Linked DNA regions of Mus musculus: region 1 is linked to region 2. The links are chromatin contacts, called in public HiChIP or PLAC-seq maps. All regions are on one chromosome and are shown on one strand. Each heading gives the region's core, a stretch centred on a gene start, on an enhancer-like site or on the middle of the called end of the contact. The rest is flanking DNA. Distances are from core to core; before and after follow the strand shown. Region 1 overlaps Syt6 (synaptotagmin VI). Region 2 has its middle 10 kb from the start of Gm34049.

Evidence for each region. HiChIP or PLAC-seq counts read pairs in DNA pulled down with a chosen protein or histone mark.
Region 1: a contact with region 2 is called in a CTCF HiChIP or PLAC-seq map of the NIH/3T3 cell line, with 10 read pairs. The contact joins two enhancer-like sites. A contact is called at or near these places in 1 of 15 datasets of contacts at CTCF or cohesin (the NIH/3T3 cell line), 1 of 484 Hi-C or Micro-C datasets (pre-megakaryocyte-erythroid progenitors), 1 of 115 datasets of contacts at active chromatin or transcription factors (embryonic stem cells) and 1 of 9 other capture datasets (embryonic stem cells).

The regions. Positions count from the first base shown.
Region 1 is chr3:103,614,396-103,617,095 of GRCm38.p6, reverse strand. The region is part of intron 3 of Syt6 (synaptotagmin VI); the gene reads right to left. Among named protein-coding and RNA genes, the nearest start is that of Syt6, 41 kb to the right of the region's middle. Within about 2 kb of position 1,280, at least 6 of the 459 cell types and tissues checked have an H3K27ac peak or open chromatin away from gene starts, as enhancers often do. A contact at or near this core is called in the NIH/3T3 cell line, where this site is marked.
Region 2 is chr3:103,489,751-103,492,450 of GRCm38.p6, reverse strand. No RefSeq gene overlaps it. Among named protein-coding and RNA genes, the nearest start is that of Gm34049, 10 kb to the left of the region's middle. Within about 2 kb of position 1,265, at least 10 of the 459 cell types and tissues checked have an H3K27ac peak or open chromatin away from gene starts, as enhancers often do. A contact at or near this core is called in the NIH/3T3 cell line, where this site is marked.

The sequences.
Region 1 (2,700 bases), core at 31-2,530, 120 kb before region 2:
GGGGAAGCAGGAAACTGGCTTCTGGAGACACCTGTCTGAAGTGCAGCCTATCTCCCACCCACCAAGGTTTCTGCCCACAATAGCATCAGGCTTCAGACCTCAGGGTCCAGAGTGCCTGGGCAGCAAGATTCTGAAGGAATATCCATTACAGTGTTGCCTCCATAGGCTCCACAGCAGCTACCTGCCACGGATCATGAAAGCATGTGTTTCTCCTTGATGCACTTAATATAACTCTAGACATAGTAGATGGTGGTGGTGGTGGTGGTGGTAACCCCTACAGTATCCTGACCAGGAAAAAAAAAAAAAAAAAACAGTGAACCACAAGCCAAGAGACCCAGGTTTTTAGTTCTTCTGCCATGTATAGGTTGTGAGACCTTGAACAAGTCATTTTACATCTCTGAACTCTCTCACTTGTGAAGCAAAAGGATGGTACTTGACAATCTATCCTGCAAGCCATAAAACGTAAGCATTCACACTGGAGAATCCAATTAATCAGCTGTCACCTGCTGAGATGGTCCAAGGATGCTGAACTAGTTAGTGTCCCTAACTAGACCATCTCAATGACCTTAGCAGTCTTGCTTTGCAGTCCAAACACTCAATCCTTCAGCCCTCATAGCTCCTAAATGTTCTGCTGTTCTCCAGAGCTCATGACGCTGCTCCCTAAACAGGCAAGGAGTTCGTCAGTGCCCTGAGTCTGCCTGGGGAATCCAGGCTGAGCGAAGCAAGAATGATGCTTCCCCATCTCTTAGAGACACTTCTAGTCCCTTAGTCATTAAGTAGCTTGTCTGAATTTCTCATCATCAGCAGAGAAACATCCGCTACACTTTCAGGAGAGCCACAGGAGACCTCAAAGGCTCTTGGAGACACTACCCAGGAAGTGCTGTTAAGTTACTTTGGGCCAAGGGGGTATGGGAGGGAGGACAGAAGCCAAATTGGCTCAGATGGGTTAAGAAACACGCAGTGAATAACCCCTCTGCTCAGGCCTGCAGTTTAGGGCTGAGGTCTACACATGAATCAGATATGGAGGCTGCACTCTCCAAGCAAGGCTAAGCCCCCTGGTATCTGTGCCTTTTTCTTCACAGCATGGCTCACAACACCTAACTTGAACATTAATTTGGGGATGCTGTGATGGATGCTTGTGTTCCTCACCTCTGTAAGCTCTTGGCAAGAAGGAATGGGATCTGGCTTCCCTGATTCCACCTCTCATGCCTAGCCCAGGGCCTGATGGATAGTAGACGAGACTAAGGCTTTTGGATCAGGCAGCTCTGGGGCCAAGTTCTAGCTCTGATTCATGAGTAATACAACTTATGCAACCCTTCATAGACTTGGGGCTAATATCCAACCTACCTCCTAGGGTTATTGAAAAGATTAAATAAGGTGATTCATGCAAAACGCTTGGCTTAGTGTTTAGTACAGAGTAAGTGCTCAGTATGGATTCACTGTTGTAATTATTACTATAATAGAAACGTCGTGGTCTCCAGACAGAAACGGAGGAGAGGAAGGCAGTTGGTGCTGCTTTGTGTAATAATGCAGGCACAGTAACAGAGCTGTAGTCCAGATGTGGGAGAGTAGAGAGAGCACTAAACTCAGGCAGAAGTTTCAGGTCAGGCTTCCACAGTGGGGGTGACATTTGACTTGATCTAGAAAGGTGACTAAAAGGAGTCTGTTAGCAGATGGATGCAAGAAAGACCCTCCAGGCATATGGATCTGCAGGGCATGAAGACACAGTGGGACATGAGACATTCTGTAAGGCAAGGCCAGAGGATGTGGCAGGGGAGAGGACAGGGACAGCAGCCTCGATGAGGTGGGAACAGGAACAGGGCCCATCCCTGAGCCTCCTGGCCCATACATGAGCTTTTGCCCTTGATTCTTCAGGTGATGAGAGACTCTCTACATCTGTCCCTTCTGTCCCAAACTCGGTGGTTACTGTTGCCTTCTCCCCAGACACCACACTAAAGATCACTCCTATCAGGGTTTCTAGTCATCTCTCAGCTACTGAGTATGTATAGAGGGTGGGTAGGGAGCAAGACTGTGTGATGGTGAGACATAACTAAACCGGTCTGGGCGATTGCATTGTAGGGGACGCAGACGAAGATAGGTGATGTATCCAAGGGCACGAGGGATCCTGTGACGTGATCAAAGGACAGGGAGCGGGGTGAACGGCGGTAACAAACAAAGTAGCTTTGAAAGCTAAAGAGAAGACAGGAGCCAAGAGTGGAAGACCACTCAGGAAAAAGGCAGCAGGCCAGGAGCTGATGGCCTGGTGCCCAGAGTGGGGATGTGCATGACTTTGTCCTGGGTGTATCAAGGAGGGAGGAAGAGGTTGGGAGGAGGCTGTGGAGAGATGGAGGAAGTCTTCAGGCATCATCCTCATGAAAAGCAGAGTCCCTGGAGGAATGGAAGCAGGTGGGGGGACCTTTACAGCAGATATGTAAAGAATGGGTGGCCCAAAGAGAAGGGAGAGAGCAGCCTGCAATTCCCACGTGGTCTCATGGAAGCCCTGTTGGCTTCCTCCTCTAGATCTCCCCAGACCCCCAAATGCATCCCCTTCCCTTGGCACTGTCTTGGTTCTGACCCATTCTGTTTCTGGGGCTTCTGCTGCCTTCCCACCCCCTCTGCCCACTCATCAGATCTGTTCTTTCTGGAACCAAGAACATCATTCCTCTCTTGATGAAAACTCTTCAATGACTCCCCTTTCAC
Region 2 (2,700 bases), core at 16-2,515:
GCACACAGTATGTCTGCATGTATGCCTGCGCACCAGAAGAGGGCACCAGACCTCATTAGAGATGATTGCGAGCCACCATGTGGTTGCAGGGAATTGAACTCAGGACCTCTGGAAGAGCAGTCTTAACCTCTGAGCCATCTCTCCAACCCCATGTAATTAATTTTTAGTAACTACTTCCTATACACATGTGATTTCAAATAACACCTATAATTTTATGAAAAGACAGTAAGATATATCTCTTCTTCCTAGCTGCCTATGCGGGTATAAATTTCCTTTATACTCTTCAACTGAAACAACACGTCACAGTAGACGGGATACAATGATTCAGACATTAAAGAGAACTGCGAAAGCTTAAAACACTGCTACTCTTCTCTCCCTTGATAGTTTTGTTTTTAGGAAGTACAAGTTTTTGGTTTTTGTTTGTTTAAATGGTTAGTTTTTGGTTTTTCGAAACAGGGTTTCTCTGTGTAGCCCTGGCTGCCCTGGAACTCACTCTGTAGACCAGGCTGGCCTCGAACTCAGAAATCCGCCTGTCTCTGCCTCCCAAGTGCTGGGATTAAAGGTGTGTGCCACCACTGCCCAGCACAAGTTATTTTTTAATGTATTAAATACAAATGCACTTAAAAGTATTAGATGCAAATGTGCTGACATTTATTGGGTTTGTCATTTTTTTTAATGAGTGTGTTAGTTTGAATATGCTTGGCCCAGGGAGTGGCATTATTAGGAAGTGTCGCCTTGTTGGAGTAGGTGTGGCCTGGTTGGAGGAAATGTGTCACTGTAGGGGTGGCCTTTGAGACCCTCCTCCTAAGCACGTGAGATCCAGTCTTATCCTGTTTGACTTCAGAACAAGATGTAGAACTCTCAGCATTTCCAGCACCATGACTACCTGGATGCTGCCATGATCCTGCCTTGGTGGTAATGAACTGAACCTCTGAACCTGTAAGACAGCCCCTTAAATGTTGTCCTTTATAAGAGTTGCCTTGGTCAGGGTGTCTGTTCACAGCAATGGAAACCCTGACTAAGACAATGAATTACTAAATATAATTATTTTAAATTTTATTTATTATTATAATTATTGCTGATGGTTGTGGTGATGTGTGTATATACATTATGGGGGAGGGAGGACTGTATATACATTATGCCACAGAACCTATTCAGAGGTCAGGGAACAATTTTTGGGAGTTGGTTCTCTTCTTCCACAATGGAATCCCGAGACCGAACTCAGGTCATCATACTTCCACACAAGAGCTTTTTGCTGACTGAGTCATCTTCCTGGCACAAGCCTGAGTTTGACTTTGGGTATAATAAACAATGACGGCACACAAAGACAGCACTTGGAAGTTCGTTAGTGTTTCAAAGCACAAAAGCAAGAGAGAAATTAGTGTGGTGGTACATGCTATAGCCCCAGCCCTTGGGTAAAGCAGGAGACCAGGAGTTAGGGCCCAGCCTGGGCTATGCAGCATGTTACATAGAGAGATCTGTCAATTAAAATAATAGTAATACCCCATATGAATAAGAAGTTTGAGAAGGCTTTAATCTAGACCAAATCCTCCCAGAGAAGGGGTAAGAAAGAGGGATATTAGGATTCAGACCAGGGGAGCAGGGTTTAAGAGGAAACTGGGGCAGACTGCTGGGGAGTATAGCGTTTATTAAAGAGGTTCTGAATGCTATGGGCATCAGAGGCTGACAGCGTGTTGGGGTCTCTGTCTCTGAAGCAAGGGTTCAGGGCTCACTTGGCAGAAGCGGGTTTCATTTCTTACAGCTTTCTGAGGATGGGGTTGGTTTCATATTAAGAGCCAAGAGCCTGCCTCTCAGACTCCCAGGAAGGGAAAGGCGGATGAGGAACTGAATGTATGGCTTTGATGCAAACTCACTCCCCAGGTAACATATCCTGGTACCAGAAAATTGTTAACTAGGGGCTCACGGATAGTGTCATGTATGCAATGTATGGCATTGGTCATGTATGAAAGGAGGTTACTGAAGATGCTGTGGCCTGGTCAGATGCTGGATTCTATCACTGTGTTCTCACAGAGGACAGTACAGGTCATGATTTACAGCTTAAAATTCACTTTTGTCTAAATTACATTTCATACCCAGCTCCTCTCTGGAAGGCCAACAGAATCTACCTTTGGCATCCAAGAAGACGAGGCTGGGGAAAAGTGTCTGGTCTCCAGATCAGCTGCAGTCGAACCAGTGAAGATGTGACTCCAGGACCTCAGAACACAACCCAGAATGCCTTTTGCACATGCGTGCATGCATACACACACACACACACACACACACAACCTCTGGATCATATGTGATCTTCCACCTCTCTCTCTTCCTTTTCCTCTCTCCCTTGATGGGTCTCATGCATACTGAGCTATCTCTAAAAGGGGGGCTGAAATCCACTTTTCAAAGTGAAACATACTCTATGGGACCACAGAAGCTCCACCCATAGCTGGCAGCCCGACAGCCCAGTGTCCCATCTGTCCCGTGACTGTGACTGAGGGAGCGAGGGTGACTGGATCTTCCTGGAGCCATCCATAAAACACCCTGGGCCAACCAAGAGTTTGAATTGAGACATACAGACTATTTTTTATGAAAGATGACTAAGCAGAGATGATAACGAAAAAGAGTGGCCATGAGAAGACAAGACAAAATTCCTCACTACACAATCTGCAATAGGTCTGACCACACTTCCTTTTCTGGTCTCCACAT